2 separate regions of the Sus scrofa genome follow, and region 2 is linked to region 1. The links are chromatin contacts, called in public Hi-C maps. All regions are on one chromosome and are shown on one strand. The core of a region is the stretch at or near the end of the contact, and the rest is flanking DNA. Distances in the headings are between cores, read along the strand shown. Region 1 overlaps DEGS2 (sphingolipid delta(4)-desaturase/C4-monooxygenase DES2). Region 2 holds the start of WDR25 (WD repeat-containing protein 25).

Region 1 (3,882 bases), core at 703-3,202:
CAACAATAACAACAACAACAACAACGAAAAAGACAAAAGACAAAAGACAAAAAAAAAAAAAAAAAAAAAAAAGTTAAAAAAAAAAAAAATCGAGGAGTTCCTGTTGTGGCTCAGTGGTTAATGAATCCAACTAGCTACCATGAGGTTGCAAGTTCAATCCCTGGCCTCACTCAGTGGGTTAAGGCATTGCTGTGAGCTGTGGTATAGGTTTCAGATGCGGCTCGGATCCTTCATTGCTGTGGCTCTGGCATAAGCTGGCGGCTACAGCTCCAGGTGGACCCCTAACTTGGGAACCTCCATATGTGGCAGGTGCAGCCCTAGAAAAGACAAAAAGACAATAAGACAATAAAATAAAACAAAATAAAATAAAATAAAATACACTGAAAGTAGATACCAGTACTTGATCTAGTCAAGAAAAGGAATAAAATACACTAAAGAAAATGATAATGGGGAGTTCCCACTGTGGCTGCAGTGGGATCCACAGCGTGTTGGGAGCAATGGGGTGCAGGTTCCATCTCCACCCTGCACAGTGGGTTAAAGGATCCTCCGTTGCTGCAGATGTTGCTTAGGTCGAAGCTATGATTTGGATCTGATTCCTGGCGGGAGAACTCCATCTACTTTCGGTCAGCCAAAAACAAAAACAAAAACAAAACAAAACAAAAAAGAAATTGCCCACTGGACACCTTTAGCTTACCTTTCAGGGGAGTGGAGAGAGGACAAAACAAGACAAATCAGTTAGCTTCAATTTCACGTCCCTTGGGGTTTTGGCAATGCCGTTGCTCGCATGGAGGGTGAGTGGAGGGTGAGTGCCCTCTGTAGCAGGACCTGACGCTCTCTCGGAGAGTCTGATTACCCTACATTTTGCATTTTGCTTTCCATACCTTTGATGCTAAATTGCGAGCCATTTTCCTGGGTTTAATACTGGATGCAAAGATGCTCCTTTGGGTGCTTTCCAAGAAACGATTCCTTCCACCCCTCCCCCACCCCCCACCCCCGGAGGCCAGTCCCCATCTGGACTTGTACAGGTTGGGAGCTGGAAGAGGCCAGAGGTCACTTCCTGGCAGAGGCCTCCCCATGTGCATCTCCTCCCAGGCAGCTGAGGGTGAGCCAACTTCACTCCTTTACTTCGCCCTGATGGGCCCCCAATGAGCCAGGCGCCCTGGCTGGGGAGGGGGCCTCTGCCCTCCAGTTGAAACATTCGCAAATAACGATTCTCCCAGGCCCAGAGCAAAGCGCAGAGCCCTATGGAGCGCCAGGGAGTCCCCCTGCCCGGTCTCCAAGGAAGGCTGGGACTGAGAAGGCCGAACTTCACAAAGGGGTAGGGGGAGTGCTGGGGGGAGGAGACGGGTTCCCGCAGACCCCCCTCCCACGCTCAGAAGCTTGGAACTCTGGCTCAGCAGAGCCAGGTGGGACTACTGGAGAAACAGTCACTGCCCAGACGACGCAGGACGCTGGACGACCTCGGCGAACGCACACGACATAGGCAGTCCGTAGAAATTGATCGTTTGTGGAAAAAAAAACCCTTGGTCATTTGGCCAAATGGACGTCCGGGAAACGGCTAATTGTCAACATGCCACCCGCCCCTATACGTGCGTCTCCGCGGGGCGAGCCGCGCTTTGCAGCCGCCTCTATCCGCGCCTCGCTGCGCAGCAGGGCGGGGAGGGTCACCCTGGCGGAGCTTCCTGCCAGCACGGGGATTGGCCCCCCCGGGTCAGGTGCTCCCGCCCTGGGCCAACCAGCGGGGGAGGAAGGCGGGGCTATAAGGCTGTCAGCCCCGCCCCGAAGCACAGGCCAGGGGCAGGGCCTCGCCCCTCGCCGGCCCCCTACCCCGCCGGACTTTGGGCCCAGGCGCCCGAGAGCTGCTGCTTCCGGCTCCCTTCCCCACTCAGTGGCCGGAGCGAGGTTTTGAAACTCCGAACTGGCTGTTTTGGGGTAGAAACGTAAATCCTTTCTACGCCCGGAGGCCCTGCGGCTCCGAGCCCTGCAGCTTCCCAGCCTCTCCCCTGGCCTCGTCCTTCGCGCAGGCACCTCCGCTCCAGCCACTCTGGCCTTCTGCCACCTGCTCTGCTGCCCTAGGCTTTTACCCAGCATGTGCCTGGTACCTAGTCTGCCCTTGCCTCCACTTCCCCTCACCCCATTCTCCAGCTACGCAGACCCGTTCCAACTCCCAGATCAAGGCTCCTGGGACTTTGCGTACGCTGCTGCCCTCTTCTCCCAAGTAACCCAGCCCCGCCTCCATCACGTGGTCAAGAAGTCTCTACTTTGCGGACTCTGGTCGGTCGTGCTCAACCTTGGCCCCAGCACTGCAGATGCTGAGTTCAAACCCAGCCTTCTGCCTGACACATTTGTGCCCTGGGAGAATAGCTCAGCATTGTGCTCGCAAAACAATGCAGTCTACTTAGCACTCTGCTGACTTGCGGGTACTGAGCTGGGGCTTGAATTTCCGCAACCCAGTCCGCAAGGTCAGATAAGTGAAAAGGGCCATTCAGGTTCATAAGCGGCTCGTTGATATTAACCTTATAGGCCCGAACAACAGCAACATCTGATAGTGAAAATAATCCGTCTTCGACATCAGAGTCTGGGCTCTCTGGCCAGATGGCCTTCTGCCCACGGCTAGCATCAGGCCCGGTTGGGCTGCAGGGCCCACCTTGGTCTCAGGTCTGAAGTCGCTTCGCTCTGAATCCTGTGTGACCTTGGCCAAGTTCACCTTTCTGATCATCTGCTTTCTTCTTTTTTTACTTTAACTTTTCTTTTTCTGACTTTGTTTTTTGAGGGCCGCACCCGTGGCATATGGAGGTTCCCAGGCTAGGGGTGGAATCAGAGCTCTTGCTGCCGGCCTACACCATAGCCACAGCAACGCCAGATTGGAGCCGCATCTGCGACCTACACCACAGCTCACGGCAACACTGGATCCTTAACCCACTGAGCAAGGCCAGGGATGGAACCCACAACCTCATGGTTCCTGGTCGGATTTGTTAACCACTGAGCCACGATGGGAACTCCACCTTTTATTTTCAATAAAATTAATAACAGGTACACATTTTTAAAGGACAAATAGAACTACAAGGCTTATAATGAAAAAAATTGGCAATATCTGACACCTGGGTCCCCCCTCAGCCATTTGTGTTCTCTGCCTGTTTCTTCCAGCTCTCACCTTTATATGTGTCAGTGACAGCGACTGACTTTTCACTTTCAGGTACAATCTAATGAAAGAGGGATTTAGCTGTTACCCTGACACCCCTACACCCTTTGCCCTGCCCCGTCCTCTCAGTGTGACCACACACCTCTAGTTTCTTTTTTGTCTTTTCAGGACCGCACCAAGGCATGTGGAAGTTCCCAGGCTAGGGGTGGAATCGGAGCTGTTGCCACCGGCCTACACCACAGCCACAGCAACACCAGATCCAAGCCGCGTCTGTGAACTACACCACAGCTCACAGCAACGCCGGATCCTTGACCCACTGGGAGAGGCCAGGGATCGAACCTGCAACCTCATGGCTCCTAGTTGGATTCATTTCCACTGCGCCATGACAGGAACTCCTCACCTCTAGTTCTCTGAGACCTGTAACAGGCCCTGTCTCCTCAGGCCTGGTGTGAAGATAAAATGACCTCCTGAGCCTGGCGCACAGCAGGTGTTCAATAAATGCAGCTATTCAGTGATAAATACCTGCTGAATGGTTCAAGTAAGTTTAATCTTTTTTATTGTGAGCAGTTTCAGACATACACAAAAGTAGAGAGAATTTGGAGTTCCTATCTTAGCTCAGAAGTAAGGAACCCGACTAGTATCCATGAGCTTGGGGGTTCAATCCCTGGCCTCGCTCAGTGGGTTAAGGGTCATGGCCTTGCCATAAGCTGTGGTGTAAGCCAGCAGCTGCAACTTTGATT
Region 2 (3,797 bases), core at 1,126-3,625, 140 kb after region 1:
ACTGCACACTCCACAGCAAATCAGCCCGCCTTTAAAGAGAAAGCTGAGAAGCTCTTAAAAACAAACTTTCAATTCCTCTTTCTAAGGGACTTGAATCAGGCTCACTTGGAGAGGTTCCACTACTCAGGAGGATGTAACAGGCACTTGAAGAGACTGGGTACAGCTTTGGGGTGAGGAATAGAAAGAAGAATTACAGAACTGTTTAAACAGAACAGAACACAACAATTACCGGGGCCAGAGTGAAATCATTTCACAGATAAGATCGGAATATGCAGATTCTGCAAACTGCAGGGAGGGCGGCCTCACACATGAATATGCTAATTGCGGAGCAGCAGAGAAGAGAAAGTGACACAAGAGTTTCCCGACGCCCAGAAAAGCATCAGGAGGTGGAAGACCATCCTTCGCATCCTGGCCAGAGTGTGGATGACAATGGCCTTGGACTGCCGCGTTTGCAGAAGACTAGAAAACGAGCAGGGAGTTCTTTACCACGTTAAACCTTGGAACAGATTAAGTTCTCTTTTCCTTTTTTTTTTGGTCTTTTTGCCATTTCTGGGGCCGCTCCCGCGGCATATGGAGGTTCCCAGGCTAGGGGTCCAACCGGAGCTGTAGCCACCGGCCTACGCCAGAGCCACAGCAACAAGGGATCCGAGCTGCGTTTGCAACCTACACCACAGCTCACGGCAACGCCGGATCCTTAACCCACCAAGCAAGGCCAGGGATCGAACCCGAAACCTCATGGTTCCTAGTCGGATTCGTTAACCACTGCGCCACGACGGGAACTCCCTCTTTTCCTTTTTTAAACACTGGGAGGAAAGCTTCCTTTCTTCTCCAAATAATGAAATGAAAATTATCTTAAAAGGCAAATAAGCCATTATTTTAAATGAAGCCAGACCCAAGATACTCATGAGTATTACAATGACATATTGGGAATGGAGATCAACTATTTAAGGAGGCCTCACGGGTGAAAAATATGACAGCCAACATGAAGCTGCTGAAAGGCAAGCTATGAATCCCAGCAGGCAACTACTCTTCCAGGATCTCTGTTCCCTATGGAAGCCGAGAATCACTTGAACTTGGGACCAATGAGATGAAGTAAAATGCACAACAGTGTAATCCTGACCCCTCATCTCCCTAAGCCAAGGTTTCCAGCCTTTTGGGAAAAGGCTGGTAAAAATACTAGTAAGCTCTAAGCCTTGGGAAGGTGGCAATACATACCGAGGTTGCAGGAGACACTGCAGAGGTGGCCACTGGTCCCACCGGGCACTTGAGTAGCTGAGACTGCCCCGTGCAGCTCAAGCTCTTCTTTAATAGTCGTCCTTTCCTCCTTTCAGTTTCCTTTTAGAAAAAGACTTCTCTCTTCCTTCCTTGTTTATCCCACCCTTCACTACTCACACATAGGAGTTTCTTATAAATCCCCCAGTTTCTCAGAAACGCTTAAGCCTCTTGACCCAACCTTTTTGATGGGACTGTCCAATCAGAGGTGGGTACAGGAAAGAGTGCGGGTGGAGACCAGTGAAACCCTCTTGGGAATCAAGATATTAGCTGGTCATTGCATCAGCCACCCTCTATTCCAAGCTGGCCTCCTAAAAATCTCCCTGCCCCCTTTCTGTTCCTCCTTCTTAGCATCAGTATGAACAACTGTAATGAAAACTGTGTTTTATGTGTAGTCCTGGGGGGCAGAAAGGTGGGCTGTAAATTCCTTGCTGCTGTCGTTCACGGGGGCGGCGCAATGCAGTGGAAAGATCATGAGTTCTGGGGTCAGATCTGAGTTTCGATCCCAGTTTGGGCACCTTCTTGTTTCAAGACTTTGAGCAAGTCACATTACCTCTCCGCTTCATCCTCCGCTTCCTCATTTGTGAAATGGGCATAAAGAAGCCTCCTAACTTTACCGTGGAGGGGACTAAGTGCGATACTGCAGGCAAAGCCCCTGTCACATGGCAGACACTTGGTAAAAGTCGGGGCCTCCCTCCTTAGGGAAAGGGCAGAGGTGGGAGACGAGGAAGGGTCGGCGCCCGCGGGAGTGGGCGACAGGCCGGGTCGGCGGCGCTGGGAGGAAGGGGGCGAGGGGCGCCCGGGCAGCCTCCGCGCCCCCCGTGCTGCCAGAACCCGGCGGGCAGCGAGGCGGGCTCTGAGGAGGATACTCCCGGCCCCGGCGTGCCGGCGGCTCCGGAAGGCCCAGGTCATCGGGCGCCACCCTGGCTTCCCTCCCTCTTTCATCCCTTCACTTACCGGCCCAGCCGGGCCCGTCAGCACTGCCGGCTCAGCCACGGGTTGCTGCTTGGGCGTCCGTGGAAACGCCGTCCGGCCGGAACAACTTCCGGATCGACTGCGTCATCATTGGCTGTGGCGGCCAGAGGCCGCCGCTGATTGGTTGGGGCCCCGGCGTCCGCGGAACGCGACTGGGCGGCGGAGTGCAGGCCGGACAGCCTCCGGGAGGACCGAGCGCTTCCGGTGTGTGTGGTGAGCGGCGGGCCGGGCCGGGGGACGGGAGGGGACGGGACCTGGCTGGGGCCCGAGTGCTCCACACTCTTCCGCGCGAGCCTTCGCCGCTGTTCGCCTGTTCTACATCTCCGGTTCTGCGTCGCGCAGTGCTCTGGACGATGCTCACCTCCTACTCTTGGCAACCTGGCTAACTCCTATTCATTCTTCAAAACCCACCTCTGGTCGTATCTTGTTTGTTGCCCTCATCAGTCTGTGGCCTCCGGCGCAGGAGGTGTGTTTTGTGTTTAATGTCTGTCCATAAAACCTAATATAAAGCTTGGCACAGTGTAGGTAATCAGGAAATGTTGAATGAGAATATCTTATCCCTGTTGCTTTCTCTGTGCCCTCCTCCCACCAGGTTGCATTTCACAAATATCTGTAGATGCTGGGGATCAAACAGTGAACAACACACAAAAAAGTCCTGCCTGGGTGGAGCTGACATGCAGGTGACTGTCATTGCCGCTCCCCTCTCCTGTAGCCTCATTTCTGCTAAGACCTGACTTTTTCTTCCAGCTGTTCTTAGCTATTTTTATTTTTAATTTTTTTGTTCTTCTTAGTTTAATCACTCCCTCTTTCTATGAAAAAATGTCCTTTCCCCACTTTTGCCTGTTTAGGCAGCAGTTTCCCTCTAAAGTTTGTTGTTGTTGTTCCCAGTGGCTCCCGATCACCTCCGTTTTTGCCTGTTTTCCTTGACTCATTCTTGCCTCCATCACTCTTACCCAATTTGATTAGTTTTGTTGTTTCGGTCTTCTCATCACCTCTACTTCCTCACCTCCTCCAGAGCGTTGCCTTCTGCCCTAGGCCTGCCTTGATCTCATCATAGGAAACAGCCCAAGCCCACCATCATGCCGACTTTTCTGTTTTACTTTCCTCCTTGGGATTTCTCATCACTGGACATCCTTTGTTTCACCTGGTCATGGTCTGTCTTCCCCCGCCGTGCGTGAGCATGATGAGCTCAGGGCATTGTTCACTTTCTTGTTGGCTGAGGTGTTCCTGGCGCCTGGTATGGGGCTCGGGAAGTAGCCCATGCTCCTTCAATGTTTACTGAATGACTGAATGAAATGTACATGAAGCAGATGCTGCTATGGTTCATCTACCTGCATTCATTCAGTTCTTGCTGCCTTGCCTTGTGGGGATCTTCTCACTCCGCTGCTCTCTGATCTTTTGCTGTAGGTCTCATTTCTAATTCTGGCCATCGACCTCTCCTGTGAGTCGACATCTGTGGACAACTGGGTAGGTAGGAATCCATTCTAATGGCTGAGGACAGGTGCCTTGGTGCTGGTAACCTAGTGGGTTCTCTTTGGAGGGATGGAACG

The links. Hi-C and Micro-C count contacts between places; a contact is called where the count stands out from the background.
Region 2: a Hi-C map of liver shows a contact between it and region 1, with 5 times the contacts expected there. The contact joins the promoter of WDR25 here to the enhancer-like site in region 1. A contact is called at or near these places in 2 of 47 Hi-C or Micro-C datasets (liver and skeletal muscle) and 2 of 2 datasets of contacts at active chromatin or transcription factors (alveolar macrophages and skeletal muscle).

What each region holds. Positions count from the first base shown.
Region 1 is chr7:121,099,964-121,103,845 of Sscrofa11.1, forward strand. The region is part of intron 1 of DEGS2 (sphingolipid delta(4)-desaturase/C4-monooxygenase DES2); the gene reads right to left. Among named protein-coding and RNA genes, the nearest start is that of DEGS2, 30 kb to the right of the region's middle. Within about 2 kb of position 1,953, at least 80 of the 83 cell types and tissues checked have an H3K27ac peak or open chromatin away from gene starts, as enhancers often do. A contact at or near this core is called in alveolar macrophages, liver and skeletal muscle, where this site is marked.
Region 2 is chr7:121,235,824-121,239,620 of Sscrofa11.1, forward strand. WDR25 (WD repeat-containing protein 25) reads left to right here and starts at 2,376. Exons shown (of 7, transcript XM_021099728.1): 1 at 2,376-2,460. It overlaps WARS (tryptophan--tRNA ligase, cytoplasmic), which reads right to left and starts at 2,321. Exons shown (of 11, transcript XM_003128728.6): 1 at 2,230-2,321.